5 separate regions of the Mus musculus genome follow, and regions 1, 2, 3 and 5 are each linked to region 4. A link is a contact called in public HiChIP or PLAC-seq and promoter capture Hi-C data. All regions are on one chromosome and are shown on one strand. Each heading gives the region's core, a stretch centred on a gene start, on an enhancer-like site or on the middle of the called end of the contact. The rest is flanking DNA. Distances are from core to core; before and after follow the strand shown.

Region 1 (3,812 bases), core at 987-3,486, 310 kb after region 4:
TAAAGTCTTCACTCATGGAAAAGTATAACAGTTTCCACAAGCACGCTAAGTGCCTGTGACTAAACCAAAGACTCTGCAACCCTACCACATAGCCTGGGCTGAGCCAGCTAAAGGGCAGTGCTTAGAAAGAAGAGTCGCTAACTTACAACATTGGCTTTGCTTTCAAAATTCCTTTAAGGAGAGTGACTTTTTAAAAACTGTAAATAAGCTATTGTATTTCTAGGCATGGTTTTAGGAGTCACATTGAGGAAGGAAAGGTGTGGACTTCAAACCTCTTATTCCCCTGCTAGCTTTCAGCCCCTAAGCTGCTTCTCAAGTATTGTGATATAGGAGAATAGATCTAAGAGTCCATCTGTCTGTCTGTCTCTGTCTCCTCTTCTTCCTCTCACTCTCTCTCCTCCCCTACCCTCCTCCCCTACCCTACCATCTTGTTCAGGCTGGCCTGGAACTTGCTTTATAAACTAGATTAGCCTGAAACTCACAATGAGTAACCTGCCTGTGCCTCCTGAATGCTGGGCTTAAGAATCTCTTTCAGCCTGGTGAAGTGACACACTCTTACAATCTCAGTACTGGAGAGCCAGAGGCACAGAATTTCTGAGTTTGAGATCAAGTTAGAACTAGAAAACAGCCAAGCCTACACAGAGACACCCTGTCCAAAAAAAAAAAAGAACTCTGTTTTTAAAGAATGGACTATGTTGGGAATATAGAAATTTTTAGCATTCAGATGACACTGGGTTTTAATCCTCAATACTGCAGGGGGGCGGGGGGAAGGACAAAAAATGACCAGCATGCCACCAGCCTAGTCCAAGGCACATTAACTTTCATCTAGGTGACACTGTCATTCCCATATTGCACACAGTTTCTTCCAAGAAACTCTGCATAGAAATTAGTGAACATTACAAGTCATGTCAGCCTGCTGGCAGCCATCAGCATCTAGGGCTCCGCACCACACCCACAAGGCTCTGCTGTCAGGTCTGCCTCCTTCCTGATCGCTGCTGCTTCCATCATTGGCCCCTTCCTTAGTCACACTGGCCCTTTCCTTGTTCCTAGAAACACTACTCTCTCCTTAAATGTGGCTGTGGTGTTGCTGCTTCAAATACGCATCTCTTCATCCCTTTTCTTTCTCTTTTTTTCTTTGTTTGAGACAGGATCTCATTCTGTAGGCCTGGCTAGCTTTAGCTTGTAGCAGTCCTCCTGCTTCAGACCCTTCCCCCTACTGCTTTTATTACTGTTTCCACTGAATGCTCACCTTCCTGTCTGCATAGGCTCCATTACCTTCTATCAGAGCACTACCACTTTTCAGTGGCTTTAGCTTGATACATAGTGGGGTTTATTTTCTTTATGGTGTATTTACATTTTTTTTTATTCCATTTGAAATTCCTTGAAAGGGAACTTTTCTTTTTTTAAGATACAATCTTCCCCTGGGACCCAGGCTGGCCTTGAATTCATAACAGCCCTTTGGCCTTAGCTTTACTAAAGGCTGAGTGAGATTTTATAGATGTGCACCACCAGGCTGGTGTTGAAATTATTTTTAAAAAAGAAAATTAAGAATCCTATGGACATTGGAGGTACATGCCTTTAAACTCAACACTTGGGAGGCTGAGGCAGGCAGATCTCTTGAGCTCAAGGCCAGCCTGATCTATAGAGAAATAACCACTAAGGCTACACAGGAGAAACACTGTCTTTAAGAACAACAACAAAAATCCTATTATAGAAGCCGGGCGTGGTGGCGCACGCCTTTAATCCCAGCACTCGGGAGGCAGAGGCAGGCGGATTTCTGAGATCGAGGCCAGCCTGGTCTACAAAGTGAGCTCCAGGACAGCCAGGGCTATACAGAGAAACCCTGTCTCGAAAAAACAAAAACAAACAAAAAAATCCTATTATAGAAATGCATTGAGAAGTTACTTAGTTCATCAGAAAAGTATTAACAGGTCAGACATTTTGATTTCATTATTATATGATGCTGTTGATGGATTGAGTTGTAATGTTTATTGTAGCTTTGTTTCTGGGAGTGAATCCTTTCTGTGTTTGGCCTCAGATTCAGCGTTTAAAGCTGTTCCTGTATCCAACATAGCACCTGCAGCAGTTGGCCGGGAAAGACACTCCTGTGATGCACTGAACCGCTGGGTAAAGATGGCTGCTGTCTACTTTTTCTTCTTTACATCCAGAACAGCGTTTCCTGGCCTCACACCTGTATAACATGGTCATGTGTGGTTGGTTAGTCATTCCCACAGGAAGGAACTTCATACAGAGACACCAGGCTTGTTCTGTTCTGACTCATATCACCACATCAGACACTGTTACCTCTGGCAAGCCACTCACTTTGCTTCTGTGACCATTTCCTAATTGCTATGAAAGACAATAAAATAGCCTGGCCCGCACACAGTACCTCTGCTTTGGGCAACAAGAGAGTTGCTAAATCTGGGTGTATTGGTGCATGCCTTTAATCGCAGCATTTAGGAGGCAGAGGCGGGTGGATCTCCAAGAGTCTGAGGCCAACCTAGTCTACATAGTCCCAGAACAGCCTAAACTACATAGTAAGACCTGTGTCAGAAACAAAGCAAGTGCATCAGAAGGAACAGGTGTTCCCGAGCACCTGTGGCAGCCAGGCAGGACAGGCCAGCATTCTACTCTAATGGCTCTTTGGACACTGGAGTGCAGTACCTCTAGATTTTAGACTTCCTGAGTGTTCTCAACAGGGTAAAGATGTTCACAGCAGTGTCATTTCCTAGGCTCTAATAAATAAGATATAATATATCCATGCAGTGCCATTCATAGCAGCTCTTATAAACCTACGGCCAAATGTTTAAAACAGATGGAAAATGATCACAAAGTAGATGGGGAAAAAAGCAATCTGGGGGGCTGAGTAGGTCACCTGTGACAAAGTGCAAGCAGTGTAAGCATGAAGACCTGAGCTCAGCTCTAGCCGTCATGTTTATAAAAATAGCCAAGTACAGCAGCATGCCTACAATCCAGCACCAGGAACGCAGAGATGGGTGGTTCGGGGAGTTCACTGAGCAGACAGCATGAGCAAACTGAGAAGCTCGAGTTTCCATGAGAAGGCGTGCGTGTCTCAGAAAGTGAGGAAAATGCCAGTATTGATCTCTGGTCTCCACATAACCATGCACACACACAAATGTGTGCCTTCACACATACATACAAAGAAAAAGAGGAGGTTCCTAAGGTGTATAGAATATCATGTTTTGTTATAAACACAGGGAAAAGACCCTGAGAAATAAACTGCATGTCAACAGTCAAATGTTAGGAGGATATGGGTCATTTTTATTTCATATTTTTGACTTAACTGTATTGCATGTTTTTCTAAAGTGAATTTGTAGTTAGAATAACATAAAATGAACTGTTAATTGGAAAAGGTAGGAAGAGTAGGGTGGGAGTAGGTGAGGGGCAAAGTCCCCTGGGCTCTGTTCCCAGCACGGGAAACAAAAAATTGCTATTAAGTATTGAAAGATACCCTGAAGAATAAGGGGAACTAGCTTCAGAAGCCATTTTAGTCTGGGGTGAGGGTGGGTGGTAAAGATATTTAAGTCCCTGTTGCAGAAGTGTTCTCTGTCCTTTTCCCTGCAGTTGGGTGAACAGTTGAAACAGTTGGTGCCTCAGTGTGGCCTCACTGTCATAGACCTGGAGGTAGATGGCACATGTGTTCGGTTCAGCCCTCTGATGACAGCAGAAGGTAAGGCAATTAATTGCAGCTCTGCCCCTCAGGGTTCCATCACACCTGCTGATGGCCAGCAGCCGGATGAGTGTGTCCATCTTACAGTAATTCTGCTCTCCTGGAGTTTGCAGCGTCTCTC
Region 2 (3,930 bases), core at 554-3,053, 300 kb after region 4:
ACTAGAGCTAGTATCTACCAGCCCAGCCACCTGTAGCGGGGAGACTGCTGTTCTTATTTGTGCAGTCGCTGAATAAAACGGAGCAGCCAAATTCTCCAGTTCCATGTGCCTCCTAACGTTTAAAAGAAAAGAGCAAAGTAACTTGTTAAAAATTGACTTGCAGAAAAGTAGAAACTGCTATGTGGTGGTGTAAAGAAATGGCATTTTCCCACTGAGTACAAGCCATCAGTTTTATCAGTCACACTGTATGAAGCAGCAAAGGTGGAGAGAAATGGGTATGTGTACAAGAATTGCTTTGCTTGTCTGAGATGTTTCATTCAAACTGTTGTAAGAATTGTAAGAATCTTGACTTTCTTTTTTACATTTGGAAACAGCAAATAAAATGGAACAAGAAAAGAAAAGAAAGAGAGAGACAGACAGACTTACTTGATTTGGAGCATCACTCAGTATATAGCTTGTGTTTAGCAAGTCCAGGGTCCTGGATTCAGGCCCCAGCAATAAGAAGCTTTTGCTATTTGAGAAGACCCGATTGAGCTGGGTATGTGGCTCATGCCTTTAATTCCAGCACTAGCAGTGCAGAGGCAGGTGGATCTCTCTGTACATTAGAAGCCAGCCTGGTCTACACAGCAAGCTCCAGGATGGATAGCCAGAGCTATATAATAGATTCTATCTCAAAAGCAAAAGCCCTATTAAGAAGTAAAAGCAAGCAGTAGGCTGGGAAACGTATTTACAAAACTTTTTTTTTTCTGGCATATGATTTATATCTAAAATCTTAACATTCTGTTCCACTTCAGTAATTAAGGTGACAGACAGCTTTAAAATGAACATTTGGATGGATAATTTACCACATGGGTATATAAACACTTTAAAGATGTTTAATGTCATTATCATTACAATAATACAGTTTAGCTCCATATGTTGGTCTATACTTAGATCATAGCTTCTAATTCCAGCACTTCAGAGGCCAATGCCTGAGGACCAACAGTCAAGGCCAGTCTGGTCTGAACAGAGAAACCATAGTGAGGTCTCGGATGTAGTTCAGTTGGTAGTTAGTGTGTGCAAAGCTCTGAGTTTGATCCTTAGGTCTAAGTGAAACAAAGGTGGGCAGCACCTGTCAGTGAGTCAGCACTCTGAGTATGTGGGCCACAAGTTTGAAGTTCAAGATTGGGTTAAGATGGATAGTGAGTTCAGGGTCAGGCAGTGTTAAAAATATAAGATAATAAAGTAAAACCACAATGAGAGCTCAAGATCTAGTTCAATCTTTGTCTGCTATGCCTTTGACCCTGGCTCCAGTCCCTCCCTTTGGAAAGGGACCCTTACACTGCTGAGGGAAAAGGTGCCTGATGCTTACAGGGGTCACAGCAGCTACATACATTCTTGGTAGGGTGTTGTGTGACAAAGTTTACTCCAGATAGGGATCCCACTACAGACCAAAGTCAGATGCCACTAAAGTCAAACTTGGTGAGCCAGTGAGTTTTATTGGGGTTTACTTAAAGCAGAAATGACTAAAAGACAGCTGCATCACCAAAGCCTACCCCAGCATGAGTGACAGCTCACAACACTGGCAACCTGGAGCACACTGCACAGCTTGCAGGCAGCTCAGTAGGTTGGAGTTGTCACAGTTCTGGGATCACTCAGAGATTTACCATGACCATGGATAAATTTTAATAAGAAGGGCTTTATTAAATACTGCCCTCATGACACCAGGACTGTAACTGAGAGCACTCCCAAGATGCAGCAGCTAGCCATATCAGCCCAGGGCATATAAAGGCGAAACCCACAAGATTACATGTATTCTGCCAGTGGATCGGCAGAGTCTTATTTTAACATCTTTATTTTGCAGTTATCCTAGTCATCTTTTTAGCAGAGTAATCAAGTTTAATTACAAAAGCAGAAATAGCAGTTAGTCTTATGACCTGTTATTTTGCAAGAACAGCAAATTTTACAAGATCTGTCAATTTAAGAGTAGTTTTCAACAGCTGGGAAGAAAAGAGCTTGACTGCTAGGGTACAGCCTGTAGAAGCTAGAGACGTATATGTTAGAGGCATTTTTTGCTTTTTGGTCTCAAGCGTAGTAAGTCTAAACTTTAAATGTAATTTTAATCATCACAGGATTCCTCTGTTGCGATCAAACTCTTCCAGGCAGCTCCACTGGTCTCAGAGTTGTCTTTGCTGATTTGCTTGTCTAAATCTTCTTTGCAGCTTGGCTCTGCTCTTCGGAGAGGGAATCTTAGCTTGTATTGTAATTTCTGCCAGGGAAGGGCCTGGTGAATCTGGTCAGTTTCAGGGACTTCCTGAAGTTCTTTTGAATTGTTTACCTTTCTGCTTATGGAGCTTCCCTTAAGGATAGATGTGTGACTTCACTGACCTCCACCTTTGACATTGATGAACCCACGTAAGAGCTGCCTCCTAATAAACCTGCCTTTATCTTCTTTCATCTGGTCTAATCAGGCCTGTATCTTCATCACCAAAGGAGAGAAAAAGCTATTGCACAGCACCACATAAAGTAGGCATGGTGGCACATGTTTCTCGGAGGAAATTGTTACACAATATTAGGATACAAAATGTTGCAGCCATTCAGTAAACTTGAGCAGTTGCTCAGAGAGCCAAATGTAAATCCTGTAATCCACTCATTTCTTACTGTAGTTTATCAAGGAGAAATGAAACAATCTCCAACCAAAGATTTCTATGCATGTGTTTGTTCATTGATTAAATAACTTGAGTGTTCTTCACGAGGTGAGTGGATAAGCAAATTAGGGCATTTGCCTACAGTAGGACACTAATCAGTAAGTACAAAGATGTGCTGGCCCCCACTTCAGTGTGGAGGAGCTTCAAAGGCACGCCGATGTACAAAGAATTGCACATGGTGCATTCTCTTGGCACCCTAGGACAGACAAGACTTGAGTGGAAGGAACAGATAAAAGATTGTTGGGTCATGAGTTAGGGAGGAGACCAGCTACAGTGAGGATGGAGAGCTTTTAAGGTAATAAAATCAGTATTGATCGTGACATTAGTTACATACTGTGAGCATGTATCAGCACTCATTGAACTATATACTTATATGAATGGGGTTTTTGTAAGTAAATTATATTTTAATCAAGTTGTTTGTCTAAAAAATGAGAACCATTGCTTCCTGTCTGACTTACCTTACTATATGTTTAAAAAAAAGCACAAATTGACCCATATTCAGTCACTTGATAGAGATTATGTTTAGCATGTAACTGAGTGACCTCCCATTGTGACCTATATTTATTCCCTCAATACATGCCTCAGAAATAGGCACTGCCAAAAGTATGAAATTACTCCAAAAGTGATCCAGTCATTAAACACAATCCTGTACTTTCATCTGGATAGAAGTATTACAGTCAAGGGTTACTTAATTCCGTAACCTAAACGTGTGGTATGCATGCCTGTGATTCCAGCAATAGAGGCAGAGGCAGGCAGGTCTCTATAATTTTGAGACCCGCTTGGTCTGCATAGCAAGTGCCAGGATATCCAGGGATACATAGAGAGACCCTGTCTCAAATAAACAGAATCAAAAATATTTTTAAGCTGGGCAGTGGTGGCGCAGGCCTTTAGTCCCAGCACTTGGGAGGCAGAGGCAGGCAGATTTCTGAGTTCGAGGCCAGCCAGGGATACACAGAGAAACCCGTCTCGAAAAACCAAAAAAAAAAAAAAAAAAAAAAGGGTTTTGGTACATGTCAAGCATTGTGTGAGTTTGAGGTCAGCTTGATACACATACTAAGTTCTAGGCAGGGCTCCATAGTGAGACCCTGTGTTTATGTGTGGGGAATGGTGCCTGTAGTGTTGTTCCTTGGGCACAATCTACTTTGTTTTATTTAGACCAGGTTTCTCTCTCACTGGCCTTGCCAGGTAATGCTAGGCTGTTGGGCACAATCTACTTTGTTTTATTTAGACCAGGTCTCGCTCT
Region 3 (3,718 bases), core at 546-3,045, 400 kb after region 4:
AGAGATCCCTGGATTTGGCTCTGAGAGGTCATGGGTACCACGGGGAAACTGTCAGAGGGCATGGGCACTAGGAAGTGGCTCTGGCTTTCTTCCTGTTCCAGAGGGTAGATCTGAGAGGCCACACTGATCTTAGAGCGCCCCTGAGAGTGGGGGCCCAAAGGCACACAGCTTTCAGAAGATACAGAGGGCAGGATTTGGCTCTGAGAGGTCACAGGTACCATAGATAAACTGTCAGGGATCACCAAGAGATGGCTCTGGCTTTCTTCTCGTTCCAGAGGGTAGATCTTAGAGGCCACACTGATCTTAGAGCGCCCCTGAGAGTGAGGGCCCAAAGGCACACAGCTTTCAGAAGATACAGAGGGCAGGATTTGGCTTTGAGAGGTCACAGGTACCATAGATAAACTGTCAGGGATCACCAAGAAGTGGCTCTGGCTTTCTTCTCGTTCCAGAGGGTAGATCTGAGTGGCCACACTGATCTTAGAGCGCCCCTGAGAGTGAGGGCCCAAAGGCACACAGCTTTCAGAAGATACAGAGGGCAGGATTTGGCTCTGAGAGGTCACAGGTACCATAGATAAACTGTCAGGGATCACCAAGAGATGGCTCTGGCTTTCTTCTCGTTCCAGAGGGTAGATCTTAGAGGCCACACTGATCTTAGAGCGCCCCTGAGAGTGAGGGCCCAAAGGCACACAGCTTTCAGAAGATACAGAGGGCAGGATTTGGCTCTGAGAGGTCACAGGTACCATAGATAAACTGTCAGGGATCACCAAGAAGTGGCTCTGGCTTTCTTCTCGTTCCAGAGGGTAGATCTGAGTGGCCACACTGATCTTAGAGCGCCCCTGAGAGTGAGGGCCCAAAGGCACACAGCTTTCAGAAGATACAGAGGGCAGGATTTGGCTTTGAGAGGTCACGGGTACCATAGATAAACTGTCAGGGATCACCAAGAGGTGGCTCTGACTTTCTTCTCGTTCCAGAGGGTAGATCTGAGAGGCCACACTGATTTTAGAGTGCTCCTGAGAGTGAGAGTCCAAATACACATGGCTGTCAGAGGACATTGCCATCTGAGAATTGCTGTCAGACGCCAAAGGGTAGGTCTGCGAAGTCACTGAAAAGACAGGTTGACTCCTAGAAGTACAAATGGAAAGACCGGTGTGGACAATGCCCAGAGGCAGGCTCTTAGAGGTCTGGACTCTGCTAAACTGATTCAGAACAGCCTCAGGCTTCGCTGAACGGAACAACGCTCTGCCACCCGAGGTTCTGGCGTCGCAGTTCCTTTCTAGCTGCCCCGGGTCCGTAGAGCTGATGCTACTGATCCGCTGGACGACCCGCGGGTGGAGTCGCCGCCGCCGTCGCCGGCGAATCCGCTGAAAGGTGTCGGAGACGCTCCTAAGGGTCAGCGAGAAGCGACGGCTGCCGCTACGGTGCACCCCGCTCTCGCGGGGCGAAGTCCCCCTCAAGGGGTCTTCCGGGAGCGCCTCTATGTTGCCGGTGTACCAGGAGATCCACCACAGGAGACTGACGAAGATGATGATGGAACCCAAATAGAGCAGCATGTCGTAGAACAGCAAGTTGGCGAAGACGCCAGTGAACAGCACTGCCACACCCACCGCGTCGAAGGCGACGCCCAGCCAAAAAAAGTGACTGCAGCGACCCAAGGGCCCGGACTGCATCTCCGCCAAGTCTGTGTTCTTTTGCGGAAGCTCCGAGAGGCTCAACATCTTCCACGCAAACCCCGCCAGAGGACACCAGGCCCAGGGCGCTGCCACAGGCGGGCTTTAGACACTCTCCATGGCAACGCAAGGGGCGGGGCGGGAAGCGGCATTCTGCTCCACACCAGGAAACTGGAGCGGGCCAAGGGAGCTGCGCGTGCGCACGACGACCTGCTGAACCTTCTGCGTTTGCGCCCAGTGCTAGCCCGGGCAGCTTTTCTCAGTCTGGGATCCTTAGGTGTATCAAGAAGTAGAATTTATGGGTAGGGGAGTGGGGGTGGGTGGGTATGGGGGACTTTTGGTATAGCATTGGAAATGTAAATGAGCTAAATACCTAATAAAAAATGGAAAAAAAAAAAAAAAAGAAGTAGAATTTATGACAATGAAACTAGCGGTACCTGGGGCGAGAATCTTCTTGGCCTCAGGTGCAGTTAGCATCTAGTGTTGTTAGGTCTGTACTCCCATCTTCTCTGGTGACTGTTGATAAACTTGCCCAAGGACCTAATAGACCCCATCGCGTGTCCGTCCGTCCGTCCCCCCCCCCACCCCACCCCCCCACCCCCCCACCCCCCCCACCCCCGCCAACCAACCATGTATTGTAGAGGCTGGGAGGGAGAGGGTAGGATGAAAGGAGAAAAAGGTTGACCTTTATGTGTGTGTTTGATGGATTTTAAAACATTTGGTACATTTTAAATAGATTTAGGCCTGTAGTTCAGGCCACATTTACTTAGGCCTATAGGCACACGCCACTATACTTGGAGAAAACTACTCTTAAGCATTTTCAAACGTATAGATAGAAAATTATAAAGGAATAAAGAATGATAGGTTGTCCCTACTTGGCCTGAGCATTCAAGCAATACAAATTGGAATCAGAGGGTTATTAAAGTGTTTTTTTTAAAAGATTTATTTATTTATTATATACACTGTTGCTGTCTTCCGACATTCCAGAAGAGGGTGTCAGATCTTGTTACATATGGTTTGTGAGCCACCATGTGGTTGCTGGGATTTGAACTCAGGACCTTTGGAAAAGCAGTCAGTGCTCTTAACCGCTGAGCCATCTCACCAGCCCCTATTAAAATGTTTTTAAAAAGGTCAGACATGATAGTGCAGGACTTTAGTCCTAGCACTCAACAAGCAGAAGCAAGCAGATCTCTGAGTTGGAAGTCAGCCTGTCCTAACTTGAGAATTCCAGGCCAACCAGGACTATACTGTGAGACCCTGTGTCAAAATGAATGGATGAAAATAAAAAGACCTGAAGGTGTGTCCAGGAAGTTGGAAGTGGATATAATCAAGAAATCTATGTATAAAATTGTCAAAGAATAAAAAGTTAATAAAGTATAAAGATAATTAGAGAAAACAATATGGCAAATGTTCATAATTATAGAATATAGATGAAATAAGTATAGGTGTTCATTATTCAGTTCTTTCCTGTGTTCTTTAGGCTTGACATTTTTCAAAATAGTTGCAGAATTTTATTTTGTAATTTAAATTTTAAGTTATAAACTTATAAACATGAGTAGCAGGTGGGGATGATGGCTCAGTAGCTAAAGACTTGACAGCCTGAGTCCAGTCGCCAGGAGCCACGTGATGGTGAGAGAGAACTGACTTCTGCACATTGCTGTCTGACCTCCAGATGAAAAGAAATAAATCTCTCCCCTTTGGCTGCAGGAGTGTTCAAGGCTGGCAACCAGAATTATCTGCCTAATGATAAAGGGTGCAGCACCATGCCATACGTAGACCGCAAGGTGATAAGCTGGAGTTATCCTTCGTCAGATCCTTTGAAATTAGCCCAGTTTAGCCTGAGGCAAGTCTCTATACTGGAATTAGGAAGGCTTAAATTTGAGTTTCTGACCTGAGTTGAGATCTTTAACCTCCCTTAGCTTTGATCTCCTCTTCTGTAAATGAGAGAACAGGTGCCTATAAGGAGGCTGTGACATGGCCAGTAGATGATGCTATACTGAGAAGTACTAACAGTTGCTCACTGCCAGAGTCTCTCAAGCCATTTCCATTTA
Region 4 (3,935 bases), core at 1,401-3,900:
AGACTATTTAGAGACTGGGAAGCCAGAGAAAGGCATAGTTAGCTTACATTTCTGGCAGTGTTGGCCTTGAACCTAGGCCCTTGGCCATGTTAAGCAAATACTGTATCATTCAGCTGTATCTCCAGCCTCCTAGAATTGTTTAAAAGATGAGAAAAAGGGTACAGGAAATCCAAGTGTTTCGATTTTGTACCTAACAAAAGGAGCTTCAGAAGGCTCTTTTTGACTCTTACAATCATGTTCTGTTCCCCTGGGCTACACAAGTAATGCCTCCTGCCCCCTGCCCCCTGCCCCTCTCCTCAGTTTTGTTGGTTGAACTCAATACCTTACCCACTCTAGGTAAATGCTCTACCACTGACCTATACCTTCAGCCCCCTTTTTTCTTTTCTTTTCTTTTTCTTTCTTTCTTTCTTTCTTTTTTTTTTTTTTTTTAGTCAAATTCCTTCTAAGATGCCCAGGCTGGACCTAAGCTCACCCTGTAGCCTGGATAAGCTGAATTTGTAATTTTGTCTCTACCTTTGAAGGAGCTGGGATCAAAGTCCTGGGCTACTGTAGTTGGCTTTGCTCTTTTTTTTTAAAAAAAAATTCTGTTCATTTTGTTTGTAGCTTTTGTGCTGTGACCAAGCTGAGAGTTTGACTTCTCTTCCTTTGATCCTGTCCTCATGGGTGGTAGAGGAGAACTCTGTTTAGTAACTTAGGTCTTTGGGGAGTTGAATCAAATGCAAAGTATCCAGTGAAACACCAATAATAAATCTCTGTTATCTTTGTTTCATAAATGTGAAGATTATTACTGAGCAAAGGAAAAAAAAAGGAAGTTGGTTTTTTTTTTTTTTTTAATGAGACAGGGTCTCTTTGTGCAGTTCTAGTTGCCCTGGAACTGTGCCACTACTTCTGGCAAAAAGTTGAAACCTACTTTTATTAAATAGTAGGTAGTGCTTTTAATTTTGTTGTTGTTGTTGTTTTGTTTTTCGAGACAGGGTTTCTCTGTATAGCCCTGGCTGTCCTGGAACTCACTTTGTAGACCAGGCTGGCCTCGAACTCAGAAATCTGCCTGTCTCTGCCTCCCAAGTGCTGGGATTAAAGGCGTGCGCCGCCACTGCCCGGCTTCTGGCAGACTTTTAAGTATAACTATTTTAAAGTAATAACCAGCTAGGACATTCTATACTGTGCCTACATTTAGATTATATTTTTTTCCTAACTTGTAACAGAAAGCAGCAAAGAGCTAGAAATTTCAGAAATTATCTTTCCCCCTATGGAATCCTGAAAACTCATATTTAAGCCAGGCATGGTTCTAAATAAAGGTTATGCTTTTACTTCTTGAACTTGTAGGCAACCGCAGGCAGATCTCTGAGTTTGAGGCTAGTGTACAGAGAGTTCCAGGGCAACCAGGGCTATCACACAGAGAAACCCTGTCTGGAAAAACAAACAAAAAAACCCAACTCATATTTAGGTCAAGTAAAAGTGAAGCCTTCAAGGCTCAGTGGGGTTGGGGATAGGGGTAGCGAGGATACAGAACAGTTTATCTGTTTAAAACATGAAGTATTTTTGATTTCACAAAGTTCTTATAACTTTAGCATCTTCTTTTTCGTGGCCAACCTGTCATCTGAAAAGTATTGGTTACAAAGCACTAGGTTTATTAAAACAAAACGTTTGCCAGGTGACACAAACTCCTTTAATCCTAGCACTCAGAAAGCAAGGGACTGCAAGTTCGAGTACAGCATAGTCTGCGGGGCAAGTTCCAGGCCAACCCAAGGCTACACAAGTGAGACACTGTCTCTGAAAAGAAAAAATAAAACTGGGTAAGGATATCATGTACTCTTAACTGTTGGTGTCAATATTCAGCAGCAGTCTTTGCATGTACTTGATCAGCACTGAAACTGCTATAGGTAGGGAGGACTTTGCCAAAAGCCCATTTGGCAGGTTTAACTGTTCTTTCTCCACTGGCCACTAGGTTGCGCTAAAAGATGCAGTGCAACGTGCACGATTTAATTTGTAAAAATAAGGGTTATCACGTGACGAGGCAGAGCATTAATACTTTATTTCACATTAATCTTCTCTCCTTAGTCCTCGCTCCCAAGACCTTTTAGAGCGGAACCCTAACAAATCCCATCTGGCAAGCCTTTCCTTGACTCCATCACAAAAGCTCCCTAGTTCTTCGCCTGGAAGATCCGTTCGACATGGCGTCATCAAACCAGTAGTGAGAACTCCTAAACTGGGGTTCCTGCTAAAAAAAATACGCCGCCAGCCCCCTAGGTAAGACCCTATTTTGAGGTTTATCGGGAGGGGACTGAGCCTGACGAGGCTGCAGGGCCGCGAGGCCCCGCCCCCCCCACTTCCCAGCGTGCCCTGCGCGGAGAAATACGCGGAGGCGAGGGCGGGGCGAAAGAAAAGACTGGGCGAGACTCAGGGAGGGGTGGAGCCAGAAAGGGGAAGGGAGGGACGGGGGAATGGGCGGGGCTACTGGAGGAAGCGACTGGGCGGAGTGGGGACGGGCTGGGAATGGGCGGAGAAAGGGAGCGGCCATAGGGGGCGGAGCAGAGGAAGGGTGTGGTATTATGGAGGAAGAGGTGAGGCAGGGAGGCTCGGAGAGAGGGGCGGGGCTAGTAGTAGAGAAGCGTATCGGTTTTGCGACAGGGGCGGGGCGGGGCGGAAGCGGAAGTGGAGGGAGCGCTTGGCGGCGGCGGCGGGAGCTGCGGAGTCGGGAATCAAAATAAAGGGCCTGGGGGGGGTGGGGGGTAGGCGGCGGTGTCGGAATGTGAGCCAAGAAGGAGCTAGTGGCTGAGGTGAGTCCTCTGTCAGTGCCGGGACTCCACTAGGGCGTACCGGATGCTCTGATCAGCAACGTAGCTGGTCTGGAAACGACGCCTTTTCCCCCCTCAGACTGATGCTTCTGGGATTGAAGGACCGGGACTGGGACTTGCCGAAGGGGCCGTGCGAAAAAGTCGCTCTCCAGTGCTCCCCCGGTCTCTTCCGAGGCGTTTAGTCCCAGCTGGCGCTTGTCTTCCTGCTCGCTCCCCGGCCCTCCAGGTGTCAGTAGCAACCTTCGCAGGATGTGCAAAGTTGGAAAGTTGAGAAAAAGGACAGTTGTGTGGCTGAGTCCCTTATTGTTTTTTTGTTTTTGTTTTAATAGCCACTTTGGATGCAGTTTCAGTTTCAGCCACCTCCCCAATTAATTCTAGCACGAACGTGGTGCTTTCTAGTTGCACTAGTATCTTTTGGACTTTCCAGGATCTTTCTGTTTTGCATACAAGGAAATTGTCAGCTAAATGGTCTTTCTTCACCTTCAGTGAGCTCTACATTTGTCCAGGGTCATTTATTGATATTTGTGAGGCACAGTTGAGTTGGAAGGTTGGGATACCGTATATTCACATACAGTCAATATTGTTATGGAATTTATATTCTATTGGAGAAAAAAGAGTCATTTTAGTTAAAAGGTAGAAGACGAGCAAATACATAGGACTGGGAGTTTGTGGCAGGGGGGAGGTCATTTGGGAAATAATTCATCCTCAGGTATCTCTTGTCACCAAACTACAAATAAATAAGTGAGGGGGTTGCTATGATGATTAGACTCACAAGAGATGGGCCTTATGTTTATAAAGATGACATGCCCACAGCAGCACAGATAGGTGGCCTTCAGAACCAACATGCAGGCAGTACAATGTTGCACACTGCATTCTCAGCCACTGTCTAAGTTGCTCAGAAACTGAGTTTCAGAAAGGAAGACTCTCTCACATTAGAACTTCCCCTGACTGATTCGGCTGCTTAAATGGAATTCCTAGGAATATTTGGGAAATTTTTAGGCTGCAGGCCACTAATGTTTTTCCTTATATTTGTTTGAACTGAGTAATCTGTCTATATATGCCTGCCTGCCTGCCTTGTCTATCTGTCTATCTATCGACAGAGTTTCACTGTGTAACCACAGCTGCTTGGAACTTGGC
Region 5 (3,710 bases), core at 1,135-3,634, 430 kb after region 4:
TTCAGCATACACTTCCTGGAATCAGATTCAGGTCCCGAGGCAATGTAGCAAGTGCCCTTAGCCACTGAGCCATCTTGCTGGCTCCTAGCTTTCTCAGACATGCTTTTACTCGGTAGCTCAAGCTGGCTTAGAACTCACTATATAGTCTAGTCTGGTCTCAAACTCACAACAATCTTTCTACCTCAGCCTTCCAAGAGGTCAATGTCTTTTTCACAGAGCAAAACTGAGGAAAGGTGAGAAAGAACTCCCACGGGAGGTGCTCCAAGAGCGGAGTGCTCTGCATGAAGCGTCTTGAGGAACTACGTACCACCATGAGCAGTCCTGTCCCTACTCTCAACTTCTGTTTTTCATCTGTCAGTAGAGTACCCAAGCATCTTCCAGGACGTCAATTTCAAAACAATGCCCTATGGTCATCTGCAGGGACCCTCCTGGAACAGGTGGCTCTGAGTGTTGGGGTCACAGGAGGCCATGCCCTTTCTTAGGGTGCTGAACACTCAGGTTGTCATTTACTTTTTCTATAATCTAAAAACTTGGAGTATTTGAAATCTCATCTGTCCTATATCAAAAAGGTTTGACTGAGTGGTGACCAAGGCCAGGCAGAGTAGTGATGGCCACACAAGAAGCATGACATGAGACTGTAGAAGGCACGCACACTCCAATGGAAAGAGCATTACCCACTGGGTAGCAGGAAAGGAAGGAAGACTTGTCCCTGTGAATTATCATAGCAGGGACCAAGACAGATTGAGTACCAAGTGGAATGAGTTCTACTCATGGCCCCTCTTCTCTTTTCTTTTCCTTCCTTCCTTTCTTTCTTTCTTTCTTTCTTTCTTTCTTTCTTTCTTTCTTTCTTTCTTTCTTTCTTTCTTTCTTCTTTTTTCTTTTTTCTTTCTCTCTTTCCTTCTTTCTCTCTCCCTTTCTTTCTTCTTTCTTTCTTCTTTCTCTCTCTTTCCCTTCCTTCCTTCTTTCTTTCCTTCCTTTCTTCTTCTCTTCCTCCTCCTCCTCCTCATTTGGTTTGTTTGTTTGTTCATTTGTTTGTTTTAAGACAGGGTCTCTCTGTGGTAGTCCTGGCTGTCCTGGAACTCACAATTTAGACCAGAATGGCCTCAAACTTAGAGACCTACTTGCCTCTGCCTCCTGAGTGTTGGGATTAAAGGCATGGACCACCTACTTTTAATACTTAACATTTTAAAATTATTTTAGTGTGTATATATGAACATGATGCATGGGAGGGCACAGTACAAGTCCAGAGGTCAAAGGACAACTGTGTAGAATCAGTTCTCTCCTTCCCCCTTTACATGGGTTTTAGGATCAAACTTAGGTTTCTAGGCTTGTGTGGTTCCCTCTAAGCCATCTCACCATGCCTCTGGCTTCCCAGTTCTCAGACCCTCAGTGTCTCTCTATGACAGTGAATGGGTTGGGGTCCTAGGCGTACAACCTGTGTTGTGAACCTTCAAGCCAGGGAAACCCAATTCACCTTGTCATTTTTTTTTTTTTTTTTCTGGAGATCATTCTTACCCTTACTAGAATTTGTCCATGGAGGGGGGGTGGTTCCAAGGTTTCACTCAGATCAGATATGAAATCTAAACAACAAAAATTATTGACCAATTGAATAGTGCTAGTCTCAGGGGCAAAAAGCAATAATGTGTCCCAATTATCATGCCTTTTCAGTATGAAAAGTAGGCATCAGTTGAGTACACCTCCTTGCTTACACACATTCCCCAGAAGAACCATAACCATCCACAAACGGGAAGCCTGAGGCAGACTGCACGGGATAGATAACTCCCACACGATCCTGCTCGCTCCATTCCAGCCCTTGTGTCGTAAGCGCCCCTCCCCCACCTCTCCGAGGTCTGCCTCATTGTATAGTCCAGGCTGGTTCCGAACTCCTCACGTTCTTCTGACCTAGCTTTCTAGTCCACCACCACCAAGGCTCCAGCTCTTTTTATTAGAAATGGCTGCCTGACTTGGGACAACCCTTGACTACCTCAGTTTCTCGCTTTGTGGTGGTATTAGTGAGGAGATTGTAGAGTGTTAATTGTGACTGCCCCACAGGAGCAGTTACCCGCGTTGTAAAATGTTACAGTAAATTAGAATAACACGGCGAAAATTAGCATACCGTCCCCCTCCCTCCCCCACCCCCACCCCGCATTTTAACTGCAGCGTCAGCAGCATCTTTACACTCTGTGGAGGCATCCCCGAACCTGATCCCCTTTTGGCCTCAGCATTCCATTTGGTGTCTGGATTACTTTTTGGAACTAATCTGCAGAAGTCAGAGACAGTCACTCCTCAAGGCTCCAGGTGACCACTCCTGCTTGACTCCGCCCCACGGAAAGAAGGTGAGGTAGGGGGCGGGGCTGGTGGTGGGGGTCGGCAGGATTGGTGAGTATACTGGCCCTTCTGGTCAGTCCTACACCTGTCACTCTCCTATGTGTGGGCCACCTCTGTGACGGGCAATAATGCTGCTGCTACTGCTGCTGTTGCTGCTGGGACCTGGACCCGGATTCAGCGAAGGTAAGTGAGGACTGACTGGCTTCCTCCTGCCTGGGATTTTTTCCTCACCGCCCCAACTCAACACCTAGTTCCAGCACCCTGAAGCCTTAAAATCCCCAGTCCCTTCATCAGATGCCCACACATCCATCTTCCCAGACACCCAGGAGTCATGTCTTTGATTCCTTCCAGAGCCCTCCACTTAGGCATTTCACTCAGGAACTCAGAAGGGGAAGAGGGGTTGGTCTCAGAGTCCTCCCTTCCTGAACCCCATAGTTACTGCGGTCCTCTCCAGCAGCCTGAAGCTCCTAGCCTCTGATCCTGAGTCATGTGAACTGGCTATCACTTATAGAGGGGGTTTTCCTCACTCACTCCTACTACTCTAGAAAGGCCCCTCTTGGTGATTCTTTAATCCTAGAGTACAATAAAGCATAGAGGCACAGAACCAACCCCGGCCTTACCTGGGTACAGAGGTGCAGGTGTGAAGCCTCTCTCCTCCTGGACAGGCTCACCCAGACCAACATCTCAGATGCCACAGTTGCTCCAAGCAGCACTTGGCCGGCTAGCACACAGCTCAGGGATGCCTAGGACGGCCCACAATGGGCGTAGACCTTGAGCTTTTACAATGCCCTGTGGGTCCTGGCACTGCCATTGGAGGTTGCCCACAGGTAGACAGAGCAAACAGACCCCAGCCTGGCCTGCCCCACCTATGTTGGCATAAAGGGAGTGTTTTCTTTGGTTCCAAACTTAGTGCTGCTGTGTGTCCCTCACCTGGGCCCTTCATGGGCAGTCTTAGCCTCTAAAAGCAGAGAGTGGCTGGGGGTGGGGTAGGGGGAGCTCTGCAGATGGTTTCAGGGTATGGTGTTGGGAGTGGTTAGGCTAGGTGTGTCTCACCTGGACTTGGTGGCTCCTGAGGTCAACAGACCTTTCCTAGAAGCCTTTCCGTGTGCCAGAGCTACTTGAGTCAGAGATCTGTTCTGGAAGAGCAAGCTAGAAGGGCACCCCCAATAAACAGGCAGCAGCATGGGCCATTGGCAGGGTAAGGCAGCAGGGAGCAGGCTGAAGAGAAGGCAGGGGCAGTAGTGTGATGGCCTGACTGGAGGGAAAGCTGGGTTCTGGGGAGGTAGGAAGGCTTCGGGATCTAGCTTGGGATCTCCACTGGGGCTTGGGGGACAGTGAAGCTGGGAGCTACATCCCAAATGGGAACCAAGGAAGGCTCAAGG

Evidence for each region. HiChIP or PLAC-seq counts read pairs in DNA pulled down with a chosen protein or histone mark. Capture Hi-C pulls out chosen DNA fragments and counts their contacts.
Region 1: an H3K4me3 HiChIP or PLAC-seq map of the 230-238 cell line shows a contact between it and region 4, with 18 read pairs. The contact joins the enhancer-like site here to the promoter of Marf1 in region 4. A contact is called at or near these places in 14 of 39 promoter capture datasets (the 3T3-L1 cell line, the HPC-7 cell line, embryonic stem cells and 8 more), 11 of 484 Hi-C or Micro-C datasets (the 3T3-L1 cell line, 3T3-L1-derived adipocytes, the C10 cell line and 5 more), 27 of 115 datasets of contacts at active chromatin or transcription factors (the 230-238 cell line, acute myeloid leukemia, bone marrow-derived macrophages and 13 more) and 5 of 9 other capture datasets (adipose tissue, embryonic stem cells, liver and 2 more).
Region 2: a contact with region 4 is called in an H3K4me3 HiChIP or PLAC-seq map of bone marrow-derived macrophages, with 6 times the contacts expected there. The contact joins the enhancer-like site here to the promoter of Marf1 in region 4. A contact is called at or near these places in 5 of 39 promoter capture datasets (the 3T3-L1 cell line, the C10 cell line, frontonasal cranial neural crest and 1 more), 1 of 15 datasets of contacts at CTCF or cohesin (the NIH/3T3 cell line), 2 of 484 Hi-C or Micro-C datasets (bone marrow-derived macrophages and embryonic stem cells), 23 of 115 datasets of contacts at active chromatin or transcription factors (the NIH/3T3 cell line, acute myeloid leukemia, bone marrow-derived macrophages and 11 more) and 4 of 9 other capture datasets (adipose tissue, liver, macrophages and 1 more).
Region 3: a contact with region 4 is called in a promoter capture Hi-C map of liver. The contact joins the promoter of A930007A09Rik here to the promoter of Marf1 in region 4. A contact is called at or near these places in 3 of 39 promoter capture datasets (liver and pre-B cells), 2 of 484 Hi-C or Micro-C datasets (embryonic stem cells and pre-megakaryocyte-erythroid progenitors), 13 of 115 datasets of contacts at active chromatin or transcription factors (astrocytes, bone marrow-derived macrophages, effector CD8 T cells and 6 more) and 3 of 9 other capture datasets (adipose tissue, liver and macrophages).
Region 5: a contact with region 4 is called in an H3K4me3 HiChIP or PLAC-seq map of embryonic stem cells, with 13 read pairs. The contact joins the promoter of Pla2g10 here to the promoter of Marf1 in region 4. A contact is called at or near these places in 1 of 484 Hi-C or Micro-C datasets (embryonic stem cells), 6 of 115 datasets of contacts at active chromatin or transcription factors (bone marrow-derived macrophages, embryonic stem cells, epiblast stem cells and 1 more) and 2 of 9 other capture datasets (adipose tissue and liver).

What each region holds. Positions count from the first base shown.
Region 1 is chr16:13,843,650-13,847,461 of GRCm38.p6, reverse strand. Pdxdc1 (pyridoxal-dependent decarboxylase domain containing 1) reads left to right here. Exons shown (of 23, transcript NM_053181.3): 15 at 2,039-2,127; 16 at 3,586-3,691. Among named protein-coding and RNA genes, the nearest start is that of Ntan1, 26 kb to the right of the region's middle. Within about 2 kb of position 2,236, at least 13 of the 459 cell types and tissues checked have an H3K27ac peak or open chromatin away from gene starts, as enhancers often do. A contact at or near this core is called in the 230-238 cell line and trophoblast stem cells, where this site is marked.
Region 2 is chr16:13,861,609-13,865,538 of GRCm38.p6, reverse strand. The region is part of intron 8 of Pdxdc1 (pyridoxal-dependent decarboxylase domain containing 1); the gene reads left to right. It also overlaps the pseudogene Gm19150. Among named protein-coding and RNA genes, the nearest start is that of Pdxdc1, 40 kb to the left of the region's middle. Within about 2 kb of position 1,803, at least 6 of the 459 cell types and tissues checked have an H3K27ac peak or open chromatin away from gene starts, as enhancers often do. A contact at or near this core is called in bone marrow-derived macrophages, where this site is marked.
Region 3 is chr16:13,752,641-13,756,358 of GRCm38.p6, reverse strand. It overlaps A930007A09Rik (RIKEN cDNA A930007A09 gene), which reads right to left and starts at 1,795. Exons shown (of 1, transcript NM_001357954.1): 1 at 1-1,795. The coding sequence starts at 1,715.
Region 4 is chr16:14,157,989-14,161,923 of GRCm38.p6, reverse strand. It overlaps Marf1 (meiosis regulator and mRNA stability 1), which reads left to right and starts at 2,650. Exons shown (of 27, transcript NM_001081154.2): 1 at 2,650-2,780. Mir484 (microRNA 484) reads right to left here and starts at 2,298; the gene lies at 2,232-2,298.
Region 5 is chr16:13,729,158-13,732,867 of GRCm38.p6, reverse strand. Pla2g10 (phospholipase A2, group X) reads left to right here and starts at 2,384. Exons shown (of 4, transcript NM_011987.4): 1 at 2,384-2,511. The coding sequence starts at 2,457. It overlaps Pla2g10os (phospholipase A2, group X, opposite strand), which reads right to left and starts at 3,032. Exons shown (of 3, transcript NR_040574.1): 1 at 2,949-3,032.